Linked DNA regions of Mus musculus: regions 1, 3, 4, 5, 6 and 7 are each linked to region 2. The links are chromatin contacts, called in public promoter capture Hi-C and targeted proximity ligation maps. All regions are on one chromosome and are shown on one strand. The core of a region is the stretch at or near the end of the contact, and the rest is flanking DNA. Distances in the headings are between cores, read along the strand shown. Region 1 overlaps Gm2895 (a long non-coding RNA gene). Region 2 holds the start of Zfat (zinc finger and AT hook domain containing). Region 3 has its middle 23 kb from the start of Gm31342. Region 4 overlaps Gm31286 (a long non-coding RNA gene). Region 5 has its middle 58 kb from the start of Gm31342. Region 6 holds the start of Ndrg1 (N-myc downstream regulated gene 1). Region 7 holds the start of Sla (src-like adaptor).

Region 1 (2,725 bases), core at 225-2,724, 1.3 Mb before region 2:
TATCTATAACTTGCTCATGGCTCTTGGTTTGCTCCTGAATTTGATTTTGCTGTATAATATATTAAGGGATTTTCTTTTTTTTTTAGAAAAATTTATCAAGTGAATGTTTTATGAGTATTGGATTGGAAGGGGCTGGGTTTAGAAAATGATTTACACATTTCCTCTCAAAAGCTCATTTTATAGCAATGTGAATGGAGCCTCCCAGGAGGTCCTTAGGTCACTGGGGATGTGCTACGTGAACAGAATGCTCTGCTGCTTCAAGAACTGGCCTTTCCTTCTTGCATATGCTCCCCCTTCTGCCATGTGACTTCACACACCCATCCTTTTGCCTGTAAGAAGTTAGCCTGTCTCAGGTGTACCATAGGAAATAGACAAGTACCTCCGTCAGCAGGATTTCACGCTGCCTGTTTCCTTTGCGTTATCTACTTGTACATAGCTGGCCTGTTACCATCCCCCCTTCGTTATCTTTTTCCTAAGATTCACTTATCTTTACGTTATGTTTATGAGTGTTTGCTGCTGGTGCATCTGTGCCCCAGAAGAATGTGTGACACCCTATGGAACTGGACTGACAGACAAATGGTTGTGAGCTGCCACATGGGTGTTGGGAAGCAAACCCAGGTCCTCTGCAAGGGCAACCGGTGCTCTTAATAACTGAGCCAGTATTCCAGCCTTTCCCCATCCTCTTTTCTGTCTTTGTCTTTTCCCTGATGGCCTAAATGGCTACCTTTATTTTTACACTAAAGAATGTTCTTAGTTCTATTTGCACTTTTTATTTTATTATGTTGCATGATTTCTGACCATCAAATTTCACGACATACTCAAATGCCTGCCATTATTCTTTCTTTAGATTTTAGAAGCCTTGAATTCACTATGTAGATAAGAATGACCTGAACTTCAGACCCTCCTGTCTTCAAGTCTAATGTGCAAGCATTGCAGGTATGGGCCATGTGCGTGGCTTTTTGTAGTGAAGGGGATCCCACTCAGGTTTTCCAGCATGCTAGGCTAGTATTCCTCTGCCCTTCCTATAGTTTAGTATGTAAATGACCTTGTTGCTTCTAAATCAAAAACAAAAGTTTGGAGTTTTTGTCGAGGTGACACGAAATTTAGAACACAACCTTCACAAAATTTGATGATGTGTGACCTGGTCACGGTCAGGTTTCATGTTGTTATTGGTTCGTGTCTACCATTGCGTCATTTGGCAATGTCTTACAGTTTCCTCCATAGCAAGCTTTATTTCCTATACAATTTATTCCTAAACACGTTAGCATCTCATCGCTGCTATCCTGATGTGCTGTCATATAATTTATCTGTTCTATCAGTCAGTTCTGTAAAAAGAAATCCTGTTAGGGCTTGCATTCTGAGGAAATGGAAAGCAGGAATTGACTTCAAAGTTGCTGGAAGTGTTGGGGAGCAAAAGGGAAGTGGTGTAACCTGTATGAGAGAAGTGGTTGCTTACAACTACCCAGTAAGAACCAGTAAGGAACTGCCAGTGCAGTGGAGACCTCAGAGTTTTTCATGCCTCAGCAAACTGAAACTCACTCTGGAGTGTCTGCCACAAGAGTTTGAGACCTCTTCTCTACCCCTGCTGCATCTCTAAACCCACTGTCCTGTATATCCCCCACCTCCATCAAACCAAAGCCTTACATATGCTAGATAAGTATTCTGCCACTGAACTATACCCCTCCCAGTTACCTTTATTCTTAGTCTATTTCCAACCATCTTTCCCAAACCTAGATTACTTTGAAAGCAAACCTTGTTTATTCCATTATTTAGTCTGTAGACATTTCAGTATTAATCATTAAAAGTTAGGTATCCTGGGTGAGGAGGTGGCTCACTTGGTCAAGTTGAGTACTTGCCTTGAAAATGTGAGGACCTGAGTTTGTTCATCAGAACCCACAGAGAAAGCCATGGAGTCAGAAGTAACTGAATTCCCGAGGCTATCTAGTGCACCAGCTTAGACTGACCTACAGACATCATCTGGCACATCTTGACAAGTCTTCCTTTCGAACACAACTACAATCACATTGAATGCATAGGTGTATTTATTATATCAGATAATTAGTCAATATCAACATTTCTCTAGTTGTCATATGAATATTTATATATTTTCATTCCGTTTGTTCCTCAAGCCAGAGTCCAAATAGTCTAGACAATTGAAATTGCTGGAAATACAGAGCAAGTGTGTTAACCACATATTTTTCTAAATTCCATGTCCTCCGCCATCCATTTTTCTTTTTAACTGTGCCTAGTGAATAAACTGAGTCCCACATCCTGGTTGAATCCTATAGTCTGGTTGTACTTAATAATCACAAGAATCAGTTACTACTGCCTCATCTCCAGGCATTTCTTTAAATTTTTGTTCATTCCAGTAGGTGTGTCAAGTACAACCAGGATGTGGGACAATGCTAGGAGCACTTCAGAGATTCCTATAGGTGGTCACATGTCAAATGTATTGGACCTGAGCGTTGAACAATGTCTCTCCAAGTTCTAAGTTCTTTTCATTTACTGTTTTAAAAACAAGTAAGCAAGAAAAAAAAACAAAAAACAAAAAACCCACAACAACAACACTCTTCATATTCTATTGCTTTTCTCATGAAAATTAGATTGTGTTTACTTTGTGGTTGTTTATTTTATTGTTTTGAGTAAAGATAATTGGGTTTCCCTCTCTTGATTTCTGCTTTTACAATCAGGTTACTTCATTATTGTTCTGTGTTTAGCTGTTCTT
Region 2 (2,768 bases), core at 7-2,506:
CCCTGTATGGATGGACCCAGGCTCCAGCAGGAAACCACAGTGACGTGTACAAATGATCAGCAGCTCCTTCACTCAGTCATTCAATAGAAGGTCACCCCTACTAAGAGCCTGTCTGAATTCCAGGGGACAGTGACAAAGGCCAAGCAAACATATGGTTCACATTGTTTTCCAAGCCAGAAGTCCGATCTCTTTAAAGCTCCACTGTCAGGAATCTGGGCTCTCAACTTTTCTCTTCTTCAGTGAATGACCAACTAAGAACAACCAGGAGACACTGGCAGCGACCCTCGGAAGTCAGGGTCCAAGAGTCTAAATTGGTGTCAATCACAGGCTAGAGGTCACAAGCTTAAGGTTAAGGGGAGTCACCAGGGGTTAAGTGAAAAGTCTACCCTTCCAATGAGACCAGCTAAAGCAGCTTCTGGCTAGACAGTCTGAGGGCTGCCTGGAGGAAGTGGCCTGGAGCCACTTCGTTCAAGCGCACGAGGACAATGCCCTACAGCACTGGGCCAAAGACAGAAGGCAAATGACTACTTGCATGGGACAGGGTCACCCGTGATAAAGCCCATCTCTCTCATTGGCCGCTCCCTCTGAAGGTCACTAGAGAAGGCTGGACTTGAAGCACGTCCTGGCTAAGAACACGGGGTTGATCACTGGGAAGGGGAAGTCATCTACTTTACGAAACTGTTGACTAAGCAAGAAGCCAACTCAAAGCTCACACAAACAGCGGCAGGCAACGGGACTCGAACACCTATGCAGCCAGACGCCCGCGGATGGCCGCTGGCGGGCGCCCTGGCACCGCCCACAGCCCTGGAAACTGCTCCCCAGGCGCGCAGGGCGCTCCCCTCGCTTGCTCTCCACCGCCTCCCTTTTTTTTCTTTCCTGCGGCAGGATCAAGCCAGCTTCCAAACGTGGGCCGCAGAACGCTGCGACGTCGGCGCTCCGCCCGCCCGTGGATCCCTCCGCCGGCCCGAGTCTGCGCGCGGCCTCCCCACTGCACACCACGAGCGGTTTCCCGCGCGGCGCCGCGCCCCACCCCCACCCCGCCGCGCCCCAACCCCCATCCCCGCTCACCTGCCGTCCGCGTCTCCATGGCAACGCCCCCACGGCGGAGGAAAAAAAAAGCCTCGGGCTCTTCCCGGCTCCCTCCCGGGCTGAGCGAGAAAGTCGGACACCCTGAGGAAACTTCGCTCTTTATTTTGATTTTTTTAGGGAAAGAGCCGGAGAGGTTATGGCGAATCTGCGGCATCCAACATGGCGGATGGAGTCTTCGCCCTCCTCTCCCCGGGGATCCGACGCCTACGTAGCGACGTCGGTCGCGGGGAACCGCCCTCGGCACGCAAGGCACAGTGCGCATGCTCGCGGCTACCCTAGGTGCCGGCCTCTCGTCCCGGCGTTCTGCGCGCTGTTTTGGGCCACGCCCGGGGCGGGACGCTGTGATCCTGGGACGTGGGAGTCAGGACCCGGAATGTCCTGAATCCTCTTCCGTGCGGGGACGGCTGCGAGTGGGCAGGCTAGTGCGCCCCTTTGCATACTAGCTTTTCCGGGGCTCAGTTTCCCAAGTTGCCGGTCGGGTTGACTAGGTGTAGTTGGCCCAGGCAGGCTCTCCCAGGGTCCGGGACGAGCCGGGTTGGAAGTGACAGTGCCTCGCACATCTTTTTTTTTTTTTTTTTTTTTTTTTTTTTTGGAAGCTCAGTGACCACCTTTCCGTTTTTTATGTTAGGAGCTTAGAGCCCCCTCCGCACGCTGCAGGAAGCGTCTGTTCCACGTAACTTTGATAGAATATATTTCTACCGACATCGAAGTCCCTTATCCCTACCTATCTTGGTCAGCTTTTTAGCATTCGAAACTGGGAATGAGTTTTAGAGTTGGCCAATTAAGTATATATATAATAATAACAGTCGTACTTGTGCTGGTAAAGCTATCTTTTAGAAAGGTTTTTAAATTAGCCATTGTAAAAAAGTACTCCACACATACAGAAACAAGAGAAAAATGTTAAAAGAAGCAGGACGGAAATGACCGGCGTCTGGGCAGCCCTGGTTTGTTTTTACAGTGCTGGTGAAATGCTGAGTATAGTCCTTCTGTAGTGTTTAGCTTGGAGTGCTCCTCAGACAGCTCTAGGTTCCTCTCTCTTACCCCCACAGGTCGAGGTCATGTGTTTATTACTTCTTCACATTCAGTTGCGCATAACTGTTTGCTACCCCTTTCTGCCATGGACTGAGTTTGCCGAGCGGAGAGAGGGTCCTGTCACAAAGGCCCCTGGGTCTTTTAGTCTTTGCCTACCCATCACAGATTTCATAGTAATGCTACTGAACGACTGAATGAGCTCATTCATTTTGTTCACTTTTTTAAAAACAAAAACCAGAAACGTTGACGTGCCTTTGGGCAGTGAACCTTAAGATGACTGGTCTAATTCTTCATTCTTCTGTTTAGTACATATTTAAAAACATCTTTATTTCAGTGGGCAGGTGAGCAAAGGACAGGTGTTCAGGAAGGTTGTGTAGCTTTTTTGAGATCACATAGACAGTCCATGAAGTGTGTGGCCCCACCTTTCCACAACCCACCAGATGCCGGTAGACACAATGTGAGGAGAATCAGGAAGTTGTTGCTTCACCTCCACTAACTTCTGCCTCAGGGAGGGCTGCGTGGCAGGGGAACAGTAACATCTTTCATTTGAAAATGAACTAACCAGAATGCTGCATTGATGTGATTTCCTTTTTAGAACTCCAAATATTTACACTAATTTTCTGTCAGGACATGTGAGTTGTGCTGGT
Region 3 (2,700 bases), core at 192-2,691, 1.2 Mb before region 2:
GATCTTACAAACACAGCAGAAACTGGCTTAGGCCACAGTGTCCAAAAGCCAACACATGTTTAATTTTTTAATTTATTATATTTTAAATGATGTATGAGTGCACATGTGTGAGTGTAATGTGTCTGTGTAATCCAGATGTGTGAGATCTCCCTGGAATTGGAGATACAGATGGCTGTGAGCCACCTGACATAAGTGCTTGGGAACTGAATTCCAGTCCTCTATAAAAGCAGTACTCACTCTTAGTGACTGAACAGTCTCTTCAACCCCCAGATGGCTTTAAGTATGCATAGTCCCTGTTTAATCTTCCCAATTATTTGTCTTCCATAGATGCAAGTCATGACGGTCATTTGTCCAATCACAAATCTTAACCACATATAAAGATATAGGTTTTGGAATATTCCATAGAAGCTGCTGCCTTGAGTCAACAGTCTTCGCTGTCCTGTTATGAACATTGGCCAGCTGTGAAGTGGCTACTCAAGTTGTTCATGGAGTCTACCTCTGTCTTGGTAGCCTACACAGCCAGTCCCAATAGCAATCTTTATCTTGCAATGACATCAAGCCCAATACTTACCTAGGTATAATCACAGCATTTTGTGAGTTCAGGAAATGCAAAGCTGCCATTGTCAGAACTGTAGCTCCCTCTGTGTCCCAGAATGGTGAGCCCAAATCCCTTCCATTCCTATAAGAGTCTCCCCTCAAGACTTCAAAGTCTTTTATACTGAATTTAGAAACAGTACTGGGGAGTGTGGGTACTGTGATATCCAAAGAGCTAGAAGAACACCCCAAGACTTTCCCTGCCCCTATTTTGTCTATGGTATCTGTGTCCATTCTATGGCCACTGGCCACACCTTTCTCTGCTCTAACCCCAAACTTCCTCTGGCTACACTGTGACCCAGCTCTCTGGTGAGCCATCATTTCTCTATCTCTCAGTGACCTCTTTGTCCTCAAACTTAACATAGCTTTATGCCAACAGATATGGAAAAAGATATGCTGAGGGTATAGGGTACCCCTCCCCACCAAGGGTCAGTATATATTATCTTACTAATACTCAGATGTTTTAGTAACTTCAGCTTTTGGATAGGTAAACTGAGGCTAAGCGGGATAGAATGACTTGTTCAGGACCAGGTACACTGAGCGAGCATACATTCACATCTGGTCCTGACTCTGAATGGTGGCTAGGACTATCTCTTTTGCCACAAGAGTATGAGCTGCTCAGACTCACTGTCTGCATCCCCAGTGACGTGAAATGTAGCCTATTACTCCCACTGAGCACCTAGGTCATGGGACTCAGAGGTAGAAGAAGTATGGTAATGACTGCCAGGAAGAAGCTGCAGAGCAAAAAAAAAAAAAACCCAAAAAACAAAAACGGTTCAGAGTCCACACCCTGAGTCACACTGACACAGTTCTAGCCCCGTCATGTGACATCAGTGCTTCACGCTTGAGCAGGTAGCACAGCTCTCCTGACCCTAGTTTCCAGTTCCAAACTGGAAAAACCATTGTCCTCTCTCCCAGGGAGTGTGATGAGGTGGAAAAGTTTATAAACAAGAGGGAGACCCATGGTATCTCTGTGCTGGAGGCCATGGGTCCAATCTGAATTCCAACCCCTATCAAGCATTAATGAGATATTTCCATCCCTCACTAAATGAAAAGCAGGAAATGTCAATCAACCCAGAAGTTTTAAATGTCATCAAGAGTCTAACAGTATGAAAATGCTCAGGGTTTTTTTTTTTTTTTTTTTCTTCCTTAGCCACTCATCAACATCCAGGAAGCTTTCACACTAATCAATAACAGATAATCAACACATGCTGTTGCCAGCAGCAGAGGCACCAGATTGTTCTGGCACAGGTTGCACAAAACAGCAATGCCAGAAAGAAAAAAAAAATGCTTTAACAGGGCTTTGGAGATAGCTCGGTGGATAAAGCGCTCACTATGTTAGAGTGGGGATCTGTGTTCAGATCCCTGGGATTCGTGTAAAGTTGGGCTTTGGTACCACGTGTCTTATTCCATCATCCCATTATCAAGATGAGAGATAGAGATAGGAGAATTCTAGCAAGCTTGTGAGTCAGATAAGCCAGTGTACACAACATTGCGCAACAACAGCAGCAGCAGCCGCAGTAGCAGCAACAACAACAACAACAATAAAATCCTGTCTCAAACAAGATAGAAGGCAAGGACTAACACCCAAGATTTTCTCCGATCTCTCTGTCGTGACATTCATGCTATGTGGCACATAATGCCTCTTTACTCCCACACATGAACACGCACACACAAAGACAGAGCGGTGGTGGCGCACACCTTTGATCCTAGCACTTGGGAGGCAGAGACAGGCAGATTTTTGAGTTCAAGGCCAGTCTCATCTACAAAGTGAGGTACAGGACAGCCAGGACTAAACAGAGAAGCCCTGTCTTGAAAACCAAAAAAAAAAAAAAAAAAAAAAATTTTTTTTCGACAAGCAATTGCAAACAAAACAATAGAGACCCTTTCAAGAAAGCCATTTTATAACAAGATAGAATATACAGGGAAGAAACAAATGGAAATTTGGAACTGAATAATGCCACAACTGAACTGAGAAGGATGGACACAAGCTCAGAGCAAGGGTGTGTGGTGTGTGTGTGTCTGTATGTGCACATGTGTAATATGCATATATGTGTAGTGTCCATGTGCATGTGTGTGCATATACAGTGTGTGTATAGGAGTTTG
Region 4 (2,920 bases), core at 191-2,690, 1.2 Mb before region 2:
CTCAGCCTCTCTGGGCCACTGCTCTTACTGAGGAATTGAGAAAGCAACCACGTTTAGGCCACCGAATAGCCTGCCAGTGATATCCAAGTAGAAATCCCTGATGCTGTACAAAGGGTTCTGTGCAGATGTGATCAAGCTTTAAACCTTGGGTCCTAGGTGAACCAGGAGCCCCTGATGGTAACTCTGAGTATCTTCCTAAGTCAGGAAGAGATTTGGTGCAGATGAGAAATCACAAGGGTAGGGAAGATATTTCAGTGAATAAAAGCACATGTTGTGCAAACCTGATAACTTGAGCTAAATTTAAAAAAAAAAAAAAAAGAGGAAGATGTTCTCTGGTCTCCAAAACCATAACATGGCACATGCCCGCAGTCTTTCTCACACATATCATCATATACACATGCATATCTGCCATATACACAAACAGAAAAGAAGAATGAGGGGTGGTGGTGAGGAAAAGCAAGGAAGGAAGGTAGTGTGACCACAGAGGCTGACACAGTGATGTGGCTTGTCACATCAAATGCCATCTTATATGTAAGAGGCAGTGGGTGTATTCTGCCCTGTGGATGGCTTGATCTTAGCTCAATGAGATTGATTTTCAGACTTCTGGCTTCCAGGACATGAGAGAGAGAAGTTCTAGTGTGGACAGACTGCTTCTAGGTTGCTGTAATGGTGCATATGTACTGGAACCTAACATGATAATAATCAACATTCTTGGGGAGGTGCTCCCTCCAAAGAAACTTTTACAATGCTTGATGGAAATTCAGATTCTGGGGTCCAAGCCAACACCCCCCCACCCCCCCACACACACAGTTAGAGTCACCAGCAGAGGTCCTAGGTAGCTACATGTGATGTGATCTCTAACTTTGGCTGTAGCATCAAGGTACTCCCCTTTGGGCCTAACTCACAGCAATGGGGAGGCTGGAGGAGAATGAAAAGGAAACTGTCCAATGAAGATGGTTGCTGAGGCCTAATGTCCAGGCATAGGCAACTTCTCTCGCTAAAACAGCATGCCTACATGTAAATCCTCAGACCACCCTGCTCTCTCTCATAGGACAAGGAGGACGGCCTGCACATTTGCCTGAATGGATCATCTTTTATGAGTGTGTGCCCACATAAGCATGTGGGGACAATAGCTGGCTCCCTTGGTACCCAAGTACTCATATGGCACAGGGCCATTACACAGAGCAGATGCCACTGCAGAGCTTGCTTACATGCATATGGATAATAATGCAAAGAGGACAGATTTCCCTATACAATGCTGCAGTCACTGGATGCTCCAGCAGGACAGACTTATGGAGCATCAGTTATGAGCCAGGCTCTAGCTCGGGTACTCAAAGCAGCAATGAAGTAGAATAAATCTTCATCCTTGTGGAGTCCGCCACATTTTAAGTTGCAACCAGGCTATGTGGTGAGTGAACAAGGAAGTAACGTGCTTGCTCACTGGACACCAGCATGACGGAGAACGAAGAGAGCAAGGGAGGAGACTGTGTGCGTCACATTAAAGGGATGCTTCGGGTACTTCCCACCACCCCCAGTGCAACTGTTCAGAGCAGCATTGGTTTGTTACGTTACAACCTCATAGGCCCAGGGTGAGCTCGGCTGGGTGGGCGTTCCTGCTCTCTGTGAACTTGCTGGGGTTGGACTGTACCAGACTTTTCATAGGGTGGTTGCCACAGATGGGAAGGAAGCTCCCAAAGGCAGGTATGGACCCTGCTCAGTCTTATTATGCATCCTTCTTTCCTGGTAAAAGGAGTCTGGAGGCAGCTCTGATGTGAGGGGCAATGGATTCGTTCCATTTTCTGTTGCTGTCATAAGACGTTATGAGCAAAAGCAATGTAAAAAGAGAGCTTATTTTGGCTTCCAGTTCTAGAGGGAGATGTGTTCATGAGGGTGGAGAGGACTCCGAGCAACAAGAGGCAGAGGTGGCAGCAGCAACTCTAGGCTGAGAGTTCACATCTTCAGTTCCAAATAGGAAACTGAGAGAATAAACTGGGAATGATATAAGGCTTTTCATCTCAAAGCCCACTTCCAGGTGCATGCTATCTCCAGACTGTACCACCTAAACACCCCCCCAAAGAGCACCCCTAACTGGGGACTAAGTGTTCAAATGTCTGAAGCTATATTGGCTGCATTTCTCATTTAAACAGCCATAAAGAGGAAAAGGCACTTTCTTCCAGCTGTGAGAATCACATGGGTGCAACATCCTAAAGCATCCTTGGAGGTTTTAGACCACAAGAGCAGTGGGATTTAACTGGCAAACTCCCAGAAAGAAGTGCTGAAGGGGTCTGGGTGTGGGGTAGAAGCACATCAGATAAACAAGGTGTGAATGGTTTGTAATATTCTTGGACCAGGGAGTGGCACCTTCTGGAGGTGTGGCCTTGATGGAATAGGTGTGACCTGGTTGGAATAGGTGTGTCACTGTGGGTGTGGGCTTAAGACTCTCACCCCAGTTGCCTGGAAGTCAGTCTTCCACTAGCAGCCTTTGTATGAAGACATAGAACTCTCAGCGCTGCCTGCACCATGCCTGCCTGGATACTGCCATGCTTCCACCTTGATGATAATGGACTGAACCTCTGGACTTGTAAGCCAGCCCCAATTAAATGTTGTTTTTTATAAGACTTGCCTTGGTCATGGTGTCTGTTCACCACAGTAAAACCCTAACTAAGACACAAGGAAAGGGAACAGCAGGCACAAAGGTTGTGAATTAGAAAGTACTCAGCCTGTTGGAGGAATGCAAGAAGACATCGTGGCTAGAGTAAAGTTCATGAGTTCAGGTTTGAGGAGATGAGGTTACAAATGATGTGTGTGTTGATAATAGCATCTGTGAGTTCATGGCACGGGTACACACAGGCCTCTGGGGACCACTAAAAGGACTAGCATTTAGCCCCAAGAAGATGCAATGGCTATCAGTTGCCTGGAT
Region 5 (2,816 bases), core at 149-2,648, 1.2 Mb before region 2:
ACAATGATTCCTGTCATTTTTGTTAACAGTGAGGGGAAACTTCAGAGGAGGAATATCAAAGAATCTGAGGTTGTTTTTGATGTTCTTCACTGGGTGTTAGAGGACATGATAGGAACCAGATCTTAAATGTGCATGGGGTGTGAAGAAGCCCATCCCTGTAGTACTTCTGCCTTCTGCATATAAATGTTTGGCCAAGAACTACGAAAGAAAGTAGAGACATCCTGGATCCCATGTGTACAAAAGCCTGTGAGCTGAGACCTGGTCAGTGAGAAGATGCTATGTAGGATAGATGCGGCTGCAAATGACTGATGTATACTGGCTTGTGTTTTAGACCAACTGTCTGTATATACAGCATGCAGATGGGTGAGTGCCAAGACAGGTAGCAGAGAAAGCGATTGATGATGGGTTGGCTTTTATATGACTGGAAGATAGAAATATCCTGAACACACGCAGAGGGAATAGGGGCATGGAAAGTATGGTTATGAACCATGTCTCTTTTAGTGGCAGAAGGGCCGGACTGACGTTGGATAGGCAAAGGGAGGAGGTGACATAGTGAGACTTCTCAGGTCTCTACTTTGAGCTCTGGGCACACCTGTTCTGTAATGGAGAATCAGACAAACAGGGACAGTGAAGGAAGGAGGTGTGTGGTTAGGATCTGTGGAGTTGAAGAGAATAAACATGCTAGAACACATCTTAGAAGGTGGAAGCATATGGAGCCCTAAGTGAGGAGAGTTTGTCTCCAAAGGTCAAGAGCAGTGTTGCTAGTTTGTGGGAAGTGGGAGGAAGGAGGAGCCTTGGTCAGTCTAGGTACAGGAATGTGGTGTTGGGAGATGAGGGACCTGCAAGGTGTTCAAGAAGGATGTAAACAAGGACAGAGGCAAGCCATGGGAAGTACAAGAGGGCTTCGGGCCCTTCAGCTGGGAAGGCTCTACCATCTGGTGAAGTCTGGTGGTGTGCCCAGCATCCAGCTTGGTGCATCTGGCCTGTGGACTACACAGTCATCTCCGCATCCCTAACTCGGTATGTTTCTGCAAAATGAACCTCTTTGGAAGCCCCAGCCTTCCCTGCCTGCCTGGTGCTCTGATGATGCACCAGCCCAGGGGCTCCTCTCCAGGGTAACTCTGTGTGGAACAAGACTTAGAGATCAGTTTCCCTGGCCTTGAGGGCAGAGCAGTTCTCACCGTTTGCACGATCTCACACCACACTCCGCCCAGTTTCTCTCTGGGAGTTTGGTGTTGAGGTGGCCGACACAGTTTCAGATATCTTGATGGTGTGTACACCATTTAGCTATTCCAGGGTACCGTGGCAGGAGAGGGGCAGACAGCGTAGGCTCAGAGTCTGAGTGCCTGGTTCCCATTGAGGTCCGCTGCTGCTGAGCTGAGCTGTGTGGCTCTGGGCAGTACGACTCATCTCTTGGAATGCTAGATTTGTGTAAAATGTGTATGTCAGTGAGGCTGCCTGTCCTGAGGCATGTGAGAAGCAGGTGAGGGGAACCCAGAGGCCTGGCTGGAATGTTTATGCTCTAAGTACAGGTTAACATCCATCCTATCTAGTATTATTGGCAACCAACATGATTCTGATACACCTGCCAACCAGGTACCTGGTACTTTGCTAGATGCTGGGCATTCAGAAGAAAAACCACGTTCAGTGTCTCTGCCTTTCTAGGACCTCTGAGAGTGGAATGGCATGGTTGGATGGAACCTTGAGATACAAACATCGTACTCAAGCCTTCCAGTGTGTACTTTAGGAACTAAAGTCAGCACACAGAAGCACCCACCCTGAAGTCCCTGGGAATGAGCATAGCTTGGATTTCTGGCCAATCTGCAATCTTTCCATTGTATTCTCCCTGATGTTCAAGCATCTCCACCAAGCCCTCTCTGCCTTTGCTTGCACACAACTGCAACTGGGGTGAGCAGCCTCATTCTCTATTCTCTGATGCTGGGCATCCTGTCCCCTGGGTTGCCTCTCTATAGCCCGTCCTACTGCTTGCATCTTTTAAGCCTTCTGATCAACCAGGGTTGACCAGAGCAGACCTGGTGAGCTGTCACGAATTGGCTCTAAGTCTAGGACAGGATCTCTGACATCAAGGAGAGATTTTGGCAGAGGTGGCCGGTTGCCCTCGAGGATTCTGGAACTTTTATCCCACCATTCATTTTCCCATTATGATGTTGTTTGGGCAATGAAACTCCTGCTGGTCAATGGACCTATATGGAAGTGGTGGGTATCAGATCTAACTGGAGACATTTGAGAGCTTATGAGGCATTACCAGTTTCCTGTACAGTGACCTTGAAGGCTATGTGCTGAAGGAGGTGAAGTTGGTAATAATGTCTTTCATGACTGGCTGGGTCACTACATGAAGGAAAGCACAAAATCCCTGAAACTGCTCCTAAAAGAAACTAGCCTTGTTCTCCATTAGTGGGACTTGAAGCTTATTTGTTTTTGCAGCATTAGCCTACTCTGGCCTGACAGATATACAATCAGCTCTGGTCTTTGTTCTTGGCTGAGGAGTTATGAACAGGGTGACCACAGGCATATAGCATTATAGTCATAGGTATGGTGCAGATACCACTGCCACCTCAGTCTCTTGGGAGAATTTCAGGAGGAACATAATACATGTTAGACACATAGAAAATCTCAGAAAATGGCTGGCACAATTTTTCATGTCTACCATGTCATTTAATACCCTCTTACAGATTAATAAACCATGATTCAGATCAAGCTCTCTCATAGGCATACAGTTCAGAAATAATAGATAACCAAGAACAAGTTTCAGGTCCTAGGTTTCCAGTGGACCTGGGTTTCATGTGAACCGTGGG
Region 6 (2,700 bases), core at 159-2,658, 1.3 Mb before region 2:
TGTCCTGAATTTCCCATCTTCTTCAGGAGTTTCAAGGACTCAAATAAGCTGACCTGCCCAGGAAGTCTGTGAGGGAGAGCTGAAGGCTGTTCTAGGACACGGACCACTGGACTTCCCTCCCCGACCTGTCCTCCCACATTAAAGCCCAAGGGACAGTGCATGGGGATCCGTGATGACTGCCAGCAAAGGCGACAGACAAGGGAAGACGGAAGGTGGCAGAGTAAGGAAGCCATCCACAAATCTTAGCTTCAGCTACTAATTTGACAGAGGCGGTGGTGACAGCATGTTTCCCCAGAGCCTGCAGCATTCCTCACGCCCCTCCCGAATCTACCCTACAGGCTGAATCAGAGACCGCGACCGGTCTCCCGGGAACGGACGAGCGGTTCCAGCTGCTCTCCGGGCTAAAACAGCAGGGAGGACCGCCTGGGAGAAAGAAAGGGAGGTGGGGCGGGGGGAGGCGGAGGCGAAAATGACGACACTCAGAGCTCCAGCCAACTCTGGGGCTGCCAGATGCCCGCGCGACCCTGGAGGCACAAACCACCACTCCCGCGCAGTTACAGAGCCAACCCGGTACTACCTAGAGGGCCGCACCCTTGCCTGGGCTCCTCTCGCCGCCGACACTCGCAGTGGCGCGTGCAGCACGCGCCGGGACACACCCCGGACTCTCCCCCAGCACACACACGTTCTCTCACACGCACAGCTTGGAGAGAGCACTGGGCTCTGGACTGGATGGGAACCTGGACTCAGATCACACTGGTTCGGGACCAGGCTCCAGAGTAGACACACCCTCGCCCCCTTCTCCACACTCCCCGCCAAGTCTGCTCACCCTTACTCATCCCCTGGATACACGCGCTACAGTCGCTCTTTTCCTAGTCACCCCATCACCCATCCACACCCCTTCACACGCGAGAGCACACACAAAGTGTCCCCTTGAGCCCAGTGGACAGAGAAGTCAGCTGTGGCTCAGGGTTGACGCCAGGAAGTGCGACCCAGGTATTCCCAGGCTCTCCGCCCCAACTTCGACCCCTTAATCCCACTTCCCCAATTAGAGAGAAAGCGAGACCCAACACGTCTTTTTGTGCCTTATAGTAATCGAAACCCGCTCCAGTGATGCCAGCTATCCCTCCGGCGCCGGTTCCACCGAAGACCACCAGTTGTGGTCTTCGCAAGGGCCACAAAAGACGGGCGGGGTGTCCAGTAGCACCCCGAAAGCAAGCTTTGCTGGGGGTCCTTGTCTTGCTCCGGAGGAAGAAGGCGTCCGGAGGGCTTACCTAATGAGCAAGCAAGCACGGAAAGGAGCCAACCACAAGGTTGGAGGTGCAGCGCCCCGCGGGAGGTGAAGAGGGAGACGAAGATGGGTGAGCAATCTGCCTGCAACGCGAGAGGGTAGCCTGGCAAGGTTTGTTTATGTCCGTGCGTGCGTAGGGCGATTTTATAGGCGCCGGGGCCCCGCCCCCAGGGCCTCGCCCCTCCCAGACCCTCTGCTCCCAGCGCAGCAGGAGACGGGGACACACCCCTTTCTCCGGCCCGCCTCGTGCTGCACCCTGCCTGGGCTGGGCGGGGCGGGCTGGAGCCGCCGCCTGTTGCGCAAGCCTTTGCAGGGGCGCGACTGGAGAGACTGCCCGGCCCTGCCTGCCGCTCCTCCCTGTGATCCGCTCTCGGGACCGCGGCGTGTGCAGCGAACGTGTGCCCACCGAGTGGTAGCGTGGTGTGCCCGTGCGCGCTCGTGCGCGTGTGCATAAGGACTCCCTTGTGTCTCTCTGCGCGACCGCTTGCCCCCCTATAGCCTTTGAGTTTCCTAAGCCTCTGCCCGCGCCACGCCCTTCTGGGCGGCACCCCCCACTTCCTCCGGGTCTCCACGCAGTCACTCCCGAGCCCCATTTACAGCCTAGACGGCAGACTTTATCTCCAGGCTCCTTTCACATTGCTTAGCTCCCTTTATTCTTGCTGATCTTGGCGCCCCACAACTCCCTTCCTACTCTGAGCTGCTGTTTCCCCGCTGCTCCAGCCCGCTGTGTCAGCTGTAAGCACTCTACGGACTGCAGTTTGTGGTCCCCAGAACGTGCATAGAATTTGCTTTCCAATCATGGATCTTCCTTCTGTCGTGATGTTCTAAAACCTTGGCCTGCTTGCCTGTTACCGGGTTCTCGCCCTGACCTACACCTGAGCCTCTCCAGGGAGCTTTTCTTAAGCAGGTGGATACCCTGGTTACACCCCAGAGCAGCTTAGTTAGAATCTGAGAGTGTGCCCCAACACTGGGGCTTTGAAAAAAAACTCCTCAAAGGGTGCAGCAAGATGGCACACCTGGTAAAGACATGTGGCCTGCAAAACCCTGGGGACCTAAATTCCATGCCCGGAAACCACAAAGTGGAAAGGAAGAACACAGTGCCATACATTTTCCTCAGACCCCTCGCTCCCCATCCCCACTAAATAAATAAACATTGCCCGGATTGGCTCAGATGTGAAACCACGTTGAGAATCTCAGCACCCAGCACCAAGAAAACATCATGTTATAGAGAGATTGAGTCACACCTAAGGCCCAGTCCAGTCATTGTTTCAACGCCACCTGCTCAACCCTTATGACTCAAGTGGCCTTCCCCTCCCCCCTCCTCTAGATAACCTGACCCTCATTCTCTTGGTCTATGGATATCTAGGGAGCCGCTTTAAGAGCCTGCTCTGTGCTAAGGAGCTGGAGAAGAA
Region 7 (2,700 bases), core at 137-2,636, 1.4 Mb before region 2:
AATTTACTCCCTTCTATTCCCTCCCTGGTCACCTTGAATGGGCATACCAATTCCATGTATTTGGTGTTCCTTAGCTAGGCTTAAGGGTGTAACATGTTCTGTTTCCTCTCCTAGAACATGTGCTGTTCTCTCTCCTTAAGCTTCACAGGTCTTATTTTATTTGGGGTTATTTCTGAGACCCTAAACCCAGGGAATCACCATGTCTAGCTGAGCAGGACACACAGCAGCACGAGTATATAATAGCACCTACTTGCTAATGACAGTGGATCAGTCACTTATGGTGTTCCAGGTGTAGGGCTGGCTATGGTGGACATGTCTACCAATTGAATTTCTGCCCTCTAAGAGGTAATGGCCAGATCAAAACAGATAATCAACAAGCCAAGCATACGGGAATGGATATATGCATGCTATGTGGAGAGGCGAGCATCACAGCCTGAAGACAAGAGGTAGGATGGGGATCAGTACCCGCAGTGGCACTGCAGCTGGGTGACAAGTGAGTGGGAATAGAACAGATCTCCTCCCATGGCCTTCTGTTAGAAAACCAGGAAAGCCCTCGGTGTCTTCTGACTGTAGTCCAAAGCCTTTGCATTTCCCAGAACCTGAGACTTAGTTTCTCTATCTGCAAATCGGGAGAACTTTCAGAGATCCTGCTAAATATGCCCAGAGACCATAAACATACTCCACTGTCAAGAAAAGAGTTGGACCTGAATAAATGATAGATATTTTTATACTTAACTCATTAGTAATATAGTTAATGGCCCTGGTACCAAGAAGAAATACAATGAACTTATAGCCACTGAATCATCTGACCTCAGGACAGTTTTCCAAATCACAGCATAAGTGCACATAGACACTGAAACAGACACACACATTTCTTCCTCATAGCAGCTGTGGAAATGGCAACTGGAGGCCAGCCCACAAATACACACCATCCAGGGAAGGAATAGGTGCCTCCTAGCCCTTGTTTAGACCTCAGGACCAGCCATCCCCTCAGCAGAGACCATCAAATTACCTTAGATGAAAAAGGGTGGGTAAGAAGGACTTCATCAAATCCTGGAGACTCTCACCCCTGCCACCCAGGCCACCATGGTCCACCCAAAGAGTCCTCATGACACCCAGAGACATACCTGCAGAGCATGGGGGTCACATGGATTCCTGGGAAGGTAGAAAGCCTCCGCTTGCTTAGAATGATCTTATTTCGGAAGTCGAAGCATTCTATTGAAATTCTTCACTGGTCTCTGAGATGAGGAGTTAGCCCCCTCCCTTCTCCTGACTGCTGAAGTTGACAGTCTGTCTGCATTAACCAGGACTAAATTTGCATTATCAAAAGCAGTTTTGTTCCAAGATTCACAGTTCTGCTTCCACTCCAAGCATCTCTGAATAAGACAAGAAAATCCCAAAGCTTAGTGTAGCTTTCTTGTGCCCTGGGCTTGGCTAGGAGTTGGCCTCATTCAAGAACAGGTGCATTGGGGGCCTGGGGGGGGGGTGTCTGAGAGTTGGAAAGCTGCACCTGGCAGCCAAGTCGCTGGCATGAGCCCTGGTGCAGCAGCATCAAATCCTTGCTAGCTGCTCACAGTAAGAGGCGGATGCAGGAATCCTTAGTGTGTGTGTGTGTGTGTGTGTGTGTGTGTGTGTGACAGAGAGATGAAGAGATGGAGAGAGAGAGAGAGAGAGAGAGAGAGAGAGAGAGAGAGAGAGAGAGAGAGAGAGAGAGAGATTTCTTAGAAAGGGGTGCCACTACCCCAAATTCTCATGCTGATCCCTGGTTTTGACCATGTGATCAAGACAAGTTGCTTAGCCAGTCAGAGCTGAGGATACCATAGCTTCTAGATAGCACAGTGAGCCCTGTCTACCTTCCACACATCTAAGAATGGAGACTGCTCCCACCAGGGAGGGACTCTGTGGGGCTCCAGCTCTAGGATGCCCTACCTAACATTCTGTGACCCTCCCCATCCTCACTGAGACCCAGAGCCTCAGAGCCCAACATCCCATGTTTCCTCATCTAGTGCTTCAGAGGCTCTCCCTAGAGCTAAGACAGGTGGACTCACTACCCTCAACATATTAAGAAAGTATTTTTTGAGTGATGACACAGAGTGCCAGTCAGGCTAGAATCACTAGTATATTGTCATCACAGCATCACAATCATATTTTCTCTTGCAATTTTTAAAAGAAAACAATAGCAGAATATTTTGTTACACACTTGACTCTAATTCTGCCTCATGTGATAGAAGGTTGGCCATGGTCTTGTATCTCTGTAGTAATTAATGAATAGTGGTTCATGTGTGACTCATGTATGCACCCTCAGGGGTTTATTAACTACCCCATTGCTGAGGTCTTTTTGGCTTTGGGAGAAAGTTCTGAGGACCCAGATAGAGCTCACTCGGATAGCAATGATGCGTAAGCAAATGCACTAAGCACTGCGGGTCTTGAGAAGCAAGCTAAGGAAAGCAGAGCCAGAGGGCTAAAAAGGAAGCAGGAGAAAGTGAGACATACCTTAGGAGTGGACAATGACAGCCTAGCAGAGGGATCTTTTGGGTTGAGACCTGCATGGGAAGAAGAGACAACCATAGAGTATGGACATCTAAGAATAAGGAGGAGATATAGAGGCCAGAATAGGAATGGAATGTCTGGCAGATGAGGAAGAATATGTCCTGGGAACCTGGAGAGTAGTAGAGGGTGCAGAGGAAGAAGGAGGGGGAG

Evidence for each region. Promoter capture Hi-C pulls out the DNA fragments that hold promoters and counts their contacts.
Region 1: a contact with region 2 is called in a promoter capture Hi-C map of neutrophils, with 4 times the contacts expected there. A contact is called at or near these places in 1 of 39 promoter capture datasets (neutrophils) and 5 of 130 datasets of targeted methods (the NIH/3T3 cell line, astrocytes, embryonic forebrain and 2 more).
Region 3: a contact with region 2 is called in a promoter capture Hi-C map of liver, with 2.7 times the contacts expected there. A contact is called at or near these places in 5 of 39 promoter capture datasets (the C10 cell line, hippocampal neurons, liver and 2 more) and 8 of 130 datasets of targeted methods (astrocytes, embryonic stem cells, extraembryonic endoderm stem cells and 3 more).
Region 4: a promoter capture Hi-C map of hippocampal neurons shows a contact between it and region 2, with 4 times the contacts expected there. A contact is called at or near these places in 6 of 39 promoter capture datasets (the C10 cell line, embryonic stem cells, hippocampal neurons and 3 more), 1 of 484 Hi-C or Micro-C datasets (pre-B cells), 9 of 130 datasets of targeted methods (embryonic stem cells, epiblast stem cells, extraembryonic endoderm stem cells and 3 more) and 4 of 9 other capture datasets (adipose tissue, embryonic stem cells, liver and 1 more).
Region 5: a contact with region 2 is called in a targeted proximity ligation map of pancreatic cancer cells. A contact is called at or near these places in 8 of 39 promoter capture datasets (3T3-L1-derived adipocytes, the C10 cell line, HPC-7-derived erythroid cells and 4 more), 16 of 484 Hi-C or Micro-C datasets (CD4 T cells, the G1E-ER4 cell line, the HPC-7 cell line and 11 more), 14 of 130 datasets of targeted methods (the NIH/3T3 cell line, T-cell acute lymphoblastic leukemia, embryonic forebrain and 9 more) and 1 of 9 other capture datasets (adipose tissue).
Region 6: a promoter capture Hi-C map of pre-B cells shows a contact between it and region 2, with 12 times the contacts expected there. A contact is called at or near these places in 14 of 39 promoter capture datasets (3T3-L1-derived adipocytes, the C10 cell line, cranial neural crest and 9 more), 9 of 484 Hi-C or Micro-C datasets (CD4 T cells, CD8 T cells, cortical neurons and 4 more), 20 of 130 datasets of targeted methods (astrocytes, bone marrow-derived macrophages, cardiomyocytes and 12 more) and 3 of 9 other capture datasets (adipose tissue, embryonic stem cells and liver).
Region 7: a contact with region 2 is called in a promoter capture Hi-C map of 3T3-L1-derived adipocytes, with 5 times the contacts expected there. A contact is called at or near these places in 11 of 39 promoter capture datasets (the 3T3-L1 cell line, 3T3-L1-derived adipocytes, the C10 cell line and 7 more), 4 of 130 datasets of targeted methods (astrocytes, embryonic stem cells and microglia) and 2 of 9 other capture datasets (embryonic stem cells and liver).

The regions. Positions count from the first base shown.
Region 1 is chr15:66,990,462-66,993,186 of GRCm38.p6, forward strand. All of the region lies in intron 2 of Gm2895 (a long non-coding RNA gene), which reads left to right. Among named protein-coding and RNA genes, the nearest start is that of Gm2895, 22 kb to the left of the region's middle.
Region 2 is chr15:68,257,600-68,260,367 of GRCm38.p6, forward strand. Zfat (zinc finger and AT hook domain containing) reads right to left here and starts at 1,257. Exons shown (of 16, transcript NM_001145888.1): 1 at 1,069-1,257. The coding sequence starts at 1,087.
Region 3 is chr15:67,061,225-67,063,924 of GRCm38.p6, forward strand. No RefSeq gene overlaps it. Among named protein-coding and RNA genes, the nearest start is that of Gm31342, 23 kb to the left of the region's middle.
Region 4 is chr15:67,030,856-67,033,775 of GRCm38.p6, forward strand. Gm31286 (a long non-coding RNA gene) reads left to right here. Exons shown (of 4, transcript XR_384159.2): 4 at 1,052-2,402. Among named protein-coding and RNA genes, the nearest start is that of Gm31342, 7.3 kb to the right of the region's middle.
Region 5 is chr15:67,095,958-67,098,773 of GRCm38.p6, forward strand. No RefSeq gene overlaps it. Among named protein-coding and RNA genes, the nearest start is that of Gm31342, 58 kb to the left of the region's middle.
Region 6 is chr15:66,968,233-66,970,932 of GRCm38.p6, forward strand. It overlaps Ndrg1 (N-myc downstream regulated gene 1), which reads right to left and starts at 1,409. Exons shown (of 16, transcript NM_008681.2): 1 at 1,272-1,409. It overlaps Gm2895 (a long non-coding RNA gene), which reads left to right and starts at 1,416. Exons shown (of 3, transcript XR_875396.3): 1 at 1,416-2,700.
Region 7 is chr15:66,830,443-66,833,142 of GRCm38.p6, forward strand. Sla (src-like adaptor) reads right to left here and starts at 1,387. Exons shown (of 9, transcript NM_009192.3): 1 at 1,128-1,387. All of the region lies in intron 43 of Tg (thyroglobulin), which reads left to right.